Regions from separate parts of the Mus musculus genome. Here region 2 is linked to region 1. The links are chromatin contacts, called in public HiChIP or PLAC-seq maps. All regions are on one chromosome and are shown on one strand. Each heading gives the region's core, a stretch centred on a gene start, on an enhancer-like site or on the middle of the called end of the contact. The rest is flanking DNA. Distances are from core to core; before and after follow the strand shown.

The links. HiChIP or PLAC-seq counts read pairs in DNA pulled down with a chosen protein or histone mark.
Region 2: an H3K27ac HiChIP or PLAC-seq map of microglia shows a contact between it and region 1, with 4 times the contacts expected there. The contact joins two enhancer-like sites. A contact is called at or near these places in 1 of 484 Hi-C or Micro-C datasets (embryonic stem cells) and 2 of 115 datasets of contacts at active chromatin or transcription factors (embryonic stem cells and microglia).

Annotation. Positions count from the first base shown.
Region 1 is chr10:67,103,435-67,109,121 of GRCm38.p6, reverse strand. It overlaps a transcript of Jmjd1c not described here. Among named protein-coding and RNA genes, the nearest start is that of Reep3, 9.3 kb to the right of the region's middle. Within about 2 kb of position 3,296, at least 42 of the 459 cell types and tissues checked have an H3K27ac peak or open chromatin away from gene starts, as enhancers often do. A contact at or near this core is called in microglia, where this site is marked.
Region 2 is chr10:68,127,120-68,132,806 of GRCm38.p6, reverse strand. Arid5b (AT rich interactive domain 5B (MRF1-like)) reads left to right here. Exons shown (of 10, transcript NM_023598.2): 6 at 3,814-4,018. Among named protein-coding and RNA genes, the nearest start is that of Gm51770, 21 kb to the left of the region's middle. Within about 2 kb of position 2,931, at least 23 of the 459 cell types and tissues checked have an H3K27ac peak or open chromatin away from gene starts, as enhancers often do. A contact at or near this core is called in microglia, where this site is marked.

The DNA.
Region 1 (5,687 bases), core at 2,047-4,546:
GAATGAAACCAAGCGAGGCAGATGTTTTTCAAAAGGAGAATTAATGCCAATTTACGTATAAAGTTAATAGAGAGGAGCATGGAAGAAAGCTAAGTGACAAGCCTGGGGTGGATATGAGTGTCTTCCCTCTGAGAATCAAGCAAGTCACATTTAGATGTCGTAGCAGTGGCCGTCTATAGGATTTGGTGACATCTTGAAGTGCTGTCAGGAAACATTTCACCATTTCCGGCCAATGAGATTCTGAGATGGTGCTGGAGGGGCTGTGGTAGGAATATAGGCAGATAGCACAAGCCCAGGTCACGAGCCGGGTCACAAGTGCAGCACAAGGTGCCCTTACTGTAAACAGAGAGTTTTTAATTCCTAGAAGACTGTAGGTTTACAGCTGAGAAAGGAGAGTGGGTCATAAAGGCTTTGGCCTGAAGCACAGCTCATGGCTATCTTAACATCCTTATTTGAAAAGTCTTTATATAAAAGAAAGTCTGTACAACAACCTCCATAGCAAATGCTGATCAGTGAGCTGGAATTCTCAGCTGCAGAGACTTCAAACTCCGGAGAAAGGGGGTTTCTTCCCCTTCTCCTCTCACCCCCTCTTTCTCTCGTACCTCCATTGAGCCCTTGACTAGCATGTGCAAGGCCCTGAGTTTGATCCCATGCACTGCGTTAAGTAAAATAAAAATTTAAATTGGGGTTCAGGTCCAAATTCTGCGAGATCATTCAGAGAACGAGACAACCATTGCTTCTTACGGACCATGCATCGGGCAATATGCCAAGAGCTAAAAGGCATTATTATCTAGAGAGAGCTCAAATCACTCACCGTGAAGTAGCGCCATCACATGCACTTTGCAAATGGTACTGGGTCTGAAGAGCCCAGCAAACAAACCCAGCTCCTGGAGGATGGCGCCCTGAGGACAGAGGGCCTGGGAAATGAATGGGCCTTGGGCAGCCAGGTTCCAAGAGCTCACACCCACCGTTAATCCTTCAGAAATCTACAGGAGATAATAGCCACTTAGCTGTCTTAGGGCAGTAACTAGAACAAGGTTCTGTTCCGGCTTGGGGCTTTTAGTTCAACTTAGGTCAATTCGGTATAGACAGCAAACTGTACTCTCACTGCAATCTTTACTTTAAAAAAAAAAAAAAGGGAAATCATTAATGATTAAAGGTCTTTGACAAAAGGCACGGTTGTACTGCAGGGCTGGGAGCAGGAGAGCAATCAGGAGACCCTTTCTGTGAAGCCTGGGAGACAGCGGACAGATGAGCTAGGTGATCTGCAGAGATTTGTCAGCACAGCACTGCTCCACACCAAAGTCTTCTTCACCCACCCTAAGCCCTGTCCAATCCCTCTGCCACCCTCCTCATCCCACACCCCGGCTGCAGGCGAGCTGCATGAAGACAGCACAAGGTGACCCATGTTTGTTTGTTCTTTGTTGCAAACCCTGAGTGTTCGGTTGGCTCCCACCTTGACTCTAATTCTTCTGGCTGTTAACCAACCTGCTCTCTGACAAGCAGGCAATCTTCTCAGCAGCTCCTGGAACTACCTGGTCTCCAGCAGAGCCTTCTCTGAAATCCAGATCATTCTGAAATGGATTCAAGAGGTATCGGTGCTCTATGTCCTGTTCCCCCAGCCTGCCTCCTCAGTAAGTCCCACTTGAACTGCTAAAAGCCACACTCTGCCAAGACATTAGACTGGTTGGTCCATGACCGCTGATTTGGGTTCTATTCAGCACTTTTTGCTTGATTTGATAAATTGTGCCCTGAGGGCAAACGCCATGGGATCATGAACAGCCTGCTTCTGCGCCTTCTCTGGTATAAATAGCCATTCAAAATCCTAAGGCTGGGTGTGTACAGGCACTGAGACCAAAACAGTGAAACAGGACAGACAACATTCCTGAAGTAACAACCTACAGCATAATTGGAGGAAGAGGAGACAATAAGAACAGAAGCTTACAATGGAGTAAGGTAATCCATTCGAGGCTAGGTGAGATTGGGTAATTGGTGACAGAGATGCCTTGGAATCTGGACCACACTAAGAAGACAGTCTGAGGAGCAGTGTTTAGTCAGAGTCTCCAGCTGAACTTGCCAGGTGCTCGTCTTGAAACAGGGAACAGCGAAGGCCCCAGGGAAGGAAGTACAATGCTAGGTTCACAGGATCAGGAAGAGGGCAGAGAGATAGTAACCCATCAATTTTGGAAACACAAGGAGATCAGTGCACACGGGGTTCTGTGAGCCAAGATAGAATCTAACCAGAGCCTGGGGAAGCCACAGGTCATGGAAGAGGGTAAGCGGCAGGACCCTCTCACGTATGTACCGGAAAGCCCACTCTGCTTGCTGTGCCAGGCAACCAGGAGGCTGTGGACGAGAAGACCAGCTGATTAAGAAACGTAGAATTAATGACAGAGAGCAAGAGAAATGAGGTCACATCACGATACACAATTTCCTTTTTTCCATCCATGGTTTCTGGCCCCCAAGGCAGGGCCACAGAGACTCTAATCTTTCCCACCCTTTCTGCCTTAAGCTGCTCACACCGCTCCCCCCTGTGCCCACCCCCTGCTGACAGTGGGTTGTAGCATCTCCTCGATACAGAGGCCCTACCCATACCGGCTAAAAAGAAATACTGACAGACAGCCAAGAAAGTTAAAGCAGACAGTCTCTGGAGCAGGGTCTTCTCCCAGACTACAGCCAGGGAACTACCTCTATCTTTATGCATCTTGACATGGCTGTCCACACTTCAAACATTACAATGCAAGGACGTCTTAAGAGCGGACAGCACTGGGGAGTCTCTAAATAATAGACTCAGCTGGCACAGAAGGGCATGGTGCCCTTTCCCATACTTTACCTTAGGCCTTTTTCTATCCTTTAGGTTTTTTGGGTTTGGGGGGGGGTGTTTTTGTTTTTTTTTTGTTTTTAGAGATAGGGTTTCTCTGTGTAGCCCTGGCTGTCCTGGAACTCACTCTGTAGACCACGCTGGTCTTGAACTCAGAAATCCACCTGCCTCTGACTCCCAAGTGCTGGGATTAAAGGCGTGCCCCACCACTGCCCGGCTGGCCTTTTTCTCTTTGCAAGCAACTGATAACACTGAGATTCTGAGCTGCCAGGGGTATCTACTGAGCACGGGAAGAACCTGGCAGGGGCTGACGCAACACAAGTCAGCTGGGGCGGGGAGAGAGTAGTGAAAAAGAAAAGGGCACGGAGAAGAGACGCAAGTAGCTGAATGGGTCTCACAACCTGACAGACAGGGTGAAGGGGACGTCTACACACCCAGCCTGCGACCTGTGCTGGTAAACATCCAGCCTGTGACCTGTGCAATCTGACAGTGCCAACTGGACTAGCAGACTCCTGGCTAGTGCCTGCTGTAGAACCGACTGCTGCTAGCCCTTCTGTGTCTGGCCCCCCCCCCCCCCCGGCCCCGCACACTACAGCTCTTTTTACCTGTTCTATTTTCCCCCGTAGGAGACCCAGGCTCACCTTTTTGGAGCAGCTGAGGTTTGTTCCTTCAAAAAGAACAGTTTCTCCCTTCCTTTTTAATTTCCTCAAATCAGTATATGTGGCATACTACCCTGGCAGTCGTCACTAGCTGCCCATATGCTCCTTCCTTTTTCTATAGTTGAGAGTATGTGCCTCCCAAATTCCATGGTCTCTCTGTTGCCAAGGCTGCCTGGGTTATGTGCGATGGACTGTTACACATCTCTATGACCGTGTACACCTACCAAGAGTTCTCATGCGTTTCCGTGTTGAGTTCTCTTAGTAATTTATAAATAATCCCCTTAAGGCAAACAATCTAAAGTATGGCCTTTAATGTATGCGGATATACTTTTGGCCTGTGCTAGACCTGGTCCTAAACCCAGCCTTCCAGCCCTTAATCTTTCAAAGCATAACCGATGTTCTCCATTTCGCCTGGACTTTCTGATTTTGTTATTTCCTTTCTGTAGACCTCTGAAATAAGCTTCCTGGAACCCCAAATGACTGTTACACAAGTGACAGAGGTTTTGACTTTCATCTGCAGAAAGTGAAGTGGTCTCGAGATTACTGGGACGACCAGGAAACAAGGCAAACTGGGGTGTGTAAGGCACATCCTGCCATCAAGAAGCTTAACATCTGCTGGAATGAATGGCGTTATGTTTGAATCTGGAATGTTCTTGCCAGGCAGGCTCAGGTGTTAGAGCTTGGTCTCCAGCTGATGGTACTAGGGGCAGGAGGTTAAAACTTGGGGAGTTGGGGGAGGGGAGGCCAAGGATGGACCTGACTTTAAAGAATACTATGACCCTGGCCTACCTCTTCCCCTCCTCCCAAGAAGTGGAGACGTGAACGGCTCTGGGGAGCAGGTGCCCAGCCATGAAGCTCTGCCTCAGGCAGGCACAGGAAAAAAATCAAGCAGGGTGACCCTGGATGAGACCTCTGAACCTCCCTTTGAGGTGACTTTTCAATTATTTTGTCAGAGTGACAGCTGGCGGGACACAGATGGCAGCCATTCAGGGTCGACAGTTTGTTTTTATTCTTTTATGTTTTGGGTTCTGGGAGTCAAGATGGGGGTCTTAGACATGCTCCGTGCGGGTTCTGCCGCCGGCCTATCTATCCCCCTGCGGTTTATTTTTAGAATAGGATGTGCTACTTGACACATGTCATAGACATTTACGTATGTAGCTGAGGCAAAACAGAACATCAGCAGCAACAGATGTTCCAAACATCCAAGGCAACAATCAGTGAGCGGGATGAAAAGAATACACTCGACACCGACAACCTTACACAGCAGAGGAAACCGAGGGACCAGGATTACAAACAAAAGTGGGTAAGTCTCCAGACCCCAGTATTAAAAACTGAGAAAACAAGGAGGTGCGGAGACTTCCTATAAAGGTATGAGAGAGATGCAGGGTCTCTCTCCAGTGGTTCTCAGACAGAGGGCAGATGAAAACAAAATCTCACAGCAGGAAGAATGGAAACTGAAGGAGCCATGGGACTGACCTCCTCAAAGCCTGGGCTTATTAGCAGAAGCTAAAGGTCTACAGTAACCACAACAACCCTCTAATATAACTAATTACAGCTCTAACTCCAATGTGCTTTAAAAGTTTCTAACCCCCAACTAGAGAGTATGAGATGGCTGACCTGTTGCAAGCACAGAATGGACTCAGGCAGCGTCAAACGTGATTTAAACAGAAGTCCTGTACACACATAAGTTTGAGGCACAACCAATAGAGTCAGCTTTGAACTATGCAGAGGAAAGGTTAGGAGCCAGGAGATAAAGTCTGAAACGACAGGCCCGGACCGTGTCTCGAGAGGAAGGCACCATCAAAAGCCCAGCCGGCGTCCATGGAAATATGGAAACGTGTGCAAGCTGTCCCCTGAGATATTTAAAGTCACCTTTGCATTCTCCACAGACAACCCGTGAACATCAGCACACTCTCAGCACGGCCGAGGAACCTGTGAGCCGGTTTCCTTAATAATCAAGATCAAGACACTGGGGCTGGGTACAGTCTTTAATCCTAGCGCTCAAGTGACAGAAGACAGTCAGATCTCTGGAAGTTAAGAGGCCGATGTGATCTACAGAGTGAGTTCCAGGCCATCCAGAGATACATAGTGAGACCCTATAGAAAAACAATTCATATGAGCTGACAACACTGATTAGCGTGTGAGCACATGCAGGGCCCTCCACTGGCCCTCCCTCCTTGTACAAGCACTATTTGCCTGTGCACCTA
Region 2 (5,687 bases), core at 1,682-4,181, 1.0 Mb before region 1:
AACGGGGTTTTCTGTGGTCATGACATCACCTTCGAAAGTTTGCAGGCTCTCAATGTTAACAGGACAGCATCTTTGGAGCATACGGTTTTCCTTGGAGAGAGAATTCTGTGGCTTTCTGAAGACAGCACATGTCTCATGAGAAGAAAAAGTACCCAGCCCTAGGAAGGGATTGTGAATAAGATCAGTTCCAATCCCGTTACAGCAGAAGGTCCATAGCAGAGGCTTGGTCAACTATCTTAGAGGAAAGATCTTTAGTGATGGAAAGTAAATGATTGTGTGTGTGTGTGTGTGTGTGTGTGTGTGTGTGTACACGCAGCACAAATGCATGCATGTGCACATGCATGTGTGTTAAGCATTTTCTAAAGATTAGACATGTAACAGGTGGTTTCCATGTTGAAAGGAGCATAGAAAGGCAAAGTATGCTACGCTGGGTGTCCTCTTATGTCACATCCTTTTGTGGTAAGCGTGTTGCAATGGTGATGCTTGCATTAGTTTTCAGTACCATTCATCTCATTCGTCCTCCAAACTGGGAGTGATCATTCTTGTTTTCCCAAGAAGCTGAGGGTTTCATCTCAAGTTGTTGACCATGTCTGGATTAGAAGTACAGCCTGTTTGTTACTGGTTCAGCCCGGCTGGCTTGCCCTGCTGATGGAGAGAGTGGTTATAACTCAGTTGTGTAGACGAATGTGATTAGTGTCAAATAGGTATGCAGCTTCGTTGAGAACATGAAACATTGCTTCTCTAATTAGCATGCTGTCAGTCACTCTGAAAATCCCAGTGCTCTTGGTGAGTTCAGCAGGTGTGTATGGCTCAGGTCAGGAACCTAACTGCCACCATTAAAAGGTCATACTCTCTCAAGGTCAACATGAGCACTAGATGCTATTTCCATTTTAATACTTGAATTATAATAATTAAGTAGACTAAAATACTGGGAATGTTTTTTGAGTAAATTGGGTGACACACACACACACACACACACACACACACACACACAAAAAACTTGACTGAGTCTTACGGGGAACAGAAAGCTCGCTTGTACTGAGAAACATATCAAGCTAGCCTGAGATGCAAGCCACCACCCACTTGTTACCATCTTGCTGAGCATCCTTCATCCTGTTAGAGGATCCCCTAGGATACAGGATGGAGTTCAGCAGGTGGCAGCATGGTCTTACTTGAAGCCTTTGTCATTAACAGAGAGGGTTGGTTAGCTACTTCAGCACCCCCCCACCTCGCTTCCACCCCAAAGGTTTTCTTTCCATTTCCAGGATTTCTCTTCTTGAACACACAAGCAGAGGGTGGCACATCTGTCTATCTGCAAAACTCATAGTCCCCTAATGGAGATGGCTCTGTTCTAATAACAGTGATAGTCAACATGTTATCACTGCAAACTTACGCCTCGGCCTGTTTTATACCCAGCGTTTAGCCTTTCTTCCCTGAGCACAGTTGAGGCTTGAAAGCAGTTGAAAGCAGTTAGACCTGAGCTCCAGACTTAGGTGTTGTGAATGAGGCAGCTCACAGGCACCGCATCAAGATCTCCAGCCTCAGTGAGCTTCAGTCTTTTTCTCCTATAACATGGGTCTAGTCAGTCACCTTTTGTAGTTCCTGTAGATGGCCTAGCATGGGTGAAGCATATAAGGTTGCATCGTTCATTGAAGGCAATCACGGGTATAGGGTTCTTTCTCTTCATTGGCTGGGTACCCAGTAGAAGCAAAGAAGCCCTTTAGATTTGTCAACCACCTGGTTTTGGTTTTTGTGTGACTTGATAAATCACATTTCTCAGTCAGTAGAAGATGCTGTGATGCCTGTATTACATATACCTATGACCAACCGTATTTCTCAGCCATAGATGTTGTCATACCTGCAAATAAGATGTGAATCTTTTAACTTGAAACTTTGTTTTGACTACCGGATTTCACATTTTTATTAAGTCCACCTTACACACTTAAACACATGTATTCCTGCTGCTTGTGCCTCAGTTTCTACATTCTTTGGACAGCAATGACCTACCTCATGACAGGCATGCACATAAAATTTAGGGAGATAGCCCAGGTGTTTAAAATGCTTGTCCTGTAAGTATGAAGACCTCAGTTCAATCTAGAGAATGCATGTTAACAAAGCTGACATGGTTGCACATGCTTATAACCCCAGTGCTGGGTAGGTGGAGAGAGACAAGCGGTTCCTTGGACCTTGCTGGCAAGCCTGCTGATGTAACCTAGTCTGCAAGGGTGGCCAATGAGAGACTGAAACAACACTTGGGTGCTCTACAACAGCACTTGGGTACCAATGTAAACCACCAAGGCGATACGGATGAAAACTAGGATGCTTAGATGATTTCCGATGCCAATAAACTATGGTGTGCATAAGTTTAGGCTTATCAACCTAGTACTTGGCAGGGAATATTGGTGATGGTGTAAAAAAGTCAGAGGCTCTCTTTCTTCCTGCGATGTCACAGAGGGCAAACTTTTGAGGACATTGTCAGTAAAAAAATGTTATGTGGAAAAAATGTCTTTACCCTACTTCCTCAGCCCCTTAGAAATTACGAGTCATCTCTGGCGACCCCGCTGAGGTGCCCAGACAGTGTTATTCTTGTGAGACCAGTCTGAAGCAATGAAAGCAGTGTGCTTGTCTGAGAGAATGAGCAGTAACAAATCCCTCTTAGAGGGGATGTGTTTCCCCCTCCAATAAATAAACAGAAACCTTCTCATGTGCTTAGAGCTCAGAAGGATCTGTGGAGGCTGACAAATTGGAAAGAGAGAACGGTGTAGAATCTGTGGGACATTTTTATTCCCAACGTTTCCCGGCCCTTACCCTCTTCCTGCCCGATGTCAGCCAGGAGATGTAAAGAATATTGGAATGTACACACTCCCTGTGGGGGCATTTGAACTCCAAGGCTGACCCTTTGTACTTCCCCCTTTTACAATTAAAATAACTCAGCAACTTAGCGTTATATTTAACAACCATCAAAGGCCGCTGTACAACATGGCTGCGAGCAGGGAACATTAGGTTAGCCAAACACCAAAGCCTGCCTGTGGGGTAGAAGGAAGAACCATGAAGTATATGCCTCCCTTTATGTCTTAGTTGGGGGGGGGGGGGAAGAAGAGGGTTCCATTTGTTCTATTTGGGGTTTTAACTGTTCTCTACTCTTTCTTTTCTGGCAAGGAAACATGTCCTATCCCATTCTAAGCTGATGAAAAAGCCATCAAGTCATCATCAAAAAATCTGCTTTTTTAGTACACTGCTCAATGTTGTGTGCAGCCATCAACCACAGATAACACATGACAATGACCCAGCATGGAGAGCTCCTCCAGGTGTCTAGAAAGAGAAAGCGGATAAATGCATACAAAGAAATAAACCTCTCTCTTTTATATAAAATATACAGTATTGGGCTATTGTTATGGAAACCGGGTTTAATCAAGGAGCTTAATGGTGGTGCCCTTTGGGGGAATAAAATGTATCAAAGGGAAAATCAGCCTTCTTCCCAGATATTAACACTATTTTTTCTGGTTTGACATGAATGTACTGTGAAGAAGACAAAGGACCCTGGCACAACCTGGCCAACTGTGGCCCTCTGGACACCTGTTTGTCAATAAAGTTTTATTGACATTCATGTCACACCCTTGCTAGACTTGAGTACTTGCATCAAGTCCACAGAGCACAAAAGCCTGCTATGTGCTCTTTTATAGAGCTTTGTTGCCATCGTCTAGAAGCATCCTCACTCAAGGGTGTCTTCTGTGGAAAGTGTCACTTACAGATGTCTTTTCAAGCCTTCCGAGACTTGATTTGATATACTGTTATTATTACTTTTTTTTCCAGGTGAAAGGAGAGGCCAGGTCAGCCTTGACCAAGCCGAAGAATAACCACAATAACTGTAAAAAAACCTCAAATGAAGAAAAGCCAAAGCTGTCTATTGGCGAAGAATGCAGGGCAGATGAACAAGCCTTCTTAGTGGCCCTGTATAAATACATGAAAGAAAGAAAAACGCCCATCGAGCGAATTCCCTACTTGGGTTTCAAACAGAGTAAGTATCCTTGCTTTTGTTTCTGAAAGATCAGAATTGCTAAGATTCTTTGAAATTGCAAGGCGGCGGGCGGGGGTTAGGGAGCGGGGAGTGGAAAAAATGTTGTTGTTGGGTTTTTTTTTCCTTTTCTTTTCTACTAGTGATTATGTTGAAATCCTAATCTAGGCAGGGTGTTTTCTGTTTATAGTAGATCCACAAATTGTCCAAGCCAAGAATTTTCTCCCTGCCTCTTTCCGCTGCATTGTTGCCTTCTGGGACAATTGCAGAGATATTTATAGGCAGAAGTCCGAGGACTGTGACTGGAAATAGACGTGCTGAAAGCTTCTTGTTTTCTGTTTTGTCAATCTGGAGTGTCTGCAACTCCTTTCTTATGAGATAATGATAATGATGATGATGTTGCCTTATCAGGCACAGATGTTGCCTGTTCAGAGACAACTTCTAAAAGAAAGATGTTTAAAAGTAGACCAAACAGCCATAAAGAGGGGGAAAAAATCCCTTTAGTTTTAAACCTGTTGTTTTCTTAAAGTCTGAATTCAAATCAAATATGAAATAAAAAGTTGAAGAGAAATCCCAGTTTGTAGCAACTTTGAGCTGGCTGTGCGTCTAGGTGTCTTCATGCATAGACAAGGAAACTCATAGCTTGTGCAAACTTCCATTGTAAATGAAAAAGAAAACCCAGATCTTGCCCCCCCCCCCTTGCACCCTGGAGTTCACAGCCAAGTATATTTTGCTATCTGGATTTCCTGGTGCACAAAGCTATGGGCTCCTCTGGCTTGAAATAGTATTTTCTCCAAATGCGTCTCCCTAGATTAAAGCCATGTGTCATTCTGATGAAGAGTCAAACCTGTATGTTTTACATAACAATTTACATAGCTAATAGCAGCTGGCACCGATTACAAGAGATCACTCGAAGTCATTATAAACTTATATAATGGCACATGATTACAATGTTTGTCTGAAAACTGGCTGCTCAAATAGAAGTAAAATCAATGTTCTATGAAGAGCTCTGTCCCGTTATCAGTGTTTCCGAGAACAAGGCCAAGGCAGGGCTCTTTTAGCCTTGACACAGTACAAGGTTCACTATGGCTTTGCAAGCATGTTGTGTCAGAGTCTTTTGACATTTTAATTCCCCATTTGGTTCAAATCCTGCACCAAAGGATTACTTGAAGTCCAATATTCTCACATTCCAAGGTATCTGGTACAAAACGAGCAACCAAAAATATCTCAATACTAGTTTGAGGCAAGCTTGTTTGGCAGCATAACCAGGCAAACCCTAAACTCCGGATTTTTTTTTTTTTTTTAAGTTACAGTGTTTCCTAACATCACACAGCTATCCAGGCCCAGTTAAGGAGTTAAGTGTGCTTATGACTCCATTTCTCTGTGAATGACTATCTCCCCTTACTGTGTGACTCAAGTCAGGCATGTGACCTGTCTGTTTTCTACTCTCACGTGCCAGCCACATGTTGGCAAAAATACAGCCAAGATCCTTTACTATGGCCTTGTTATCAAACAGTCTAAGAAGGTAATCATATAGTAAAGTGACTGTTTACTGATCACAGAGAAATCTTATCTGGAGGAAGTGTGACTGTCCTAGCAAGGCCTTCTCTCAGAGAACTGAGCAAGCCCCACACCCCTCTTCTGAATTCCCACACATTCCTCAAGGTTCTTC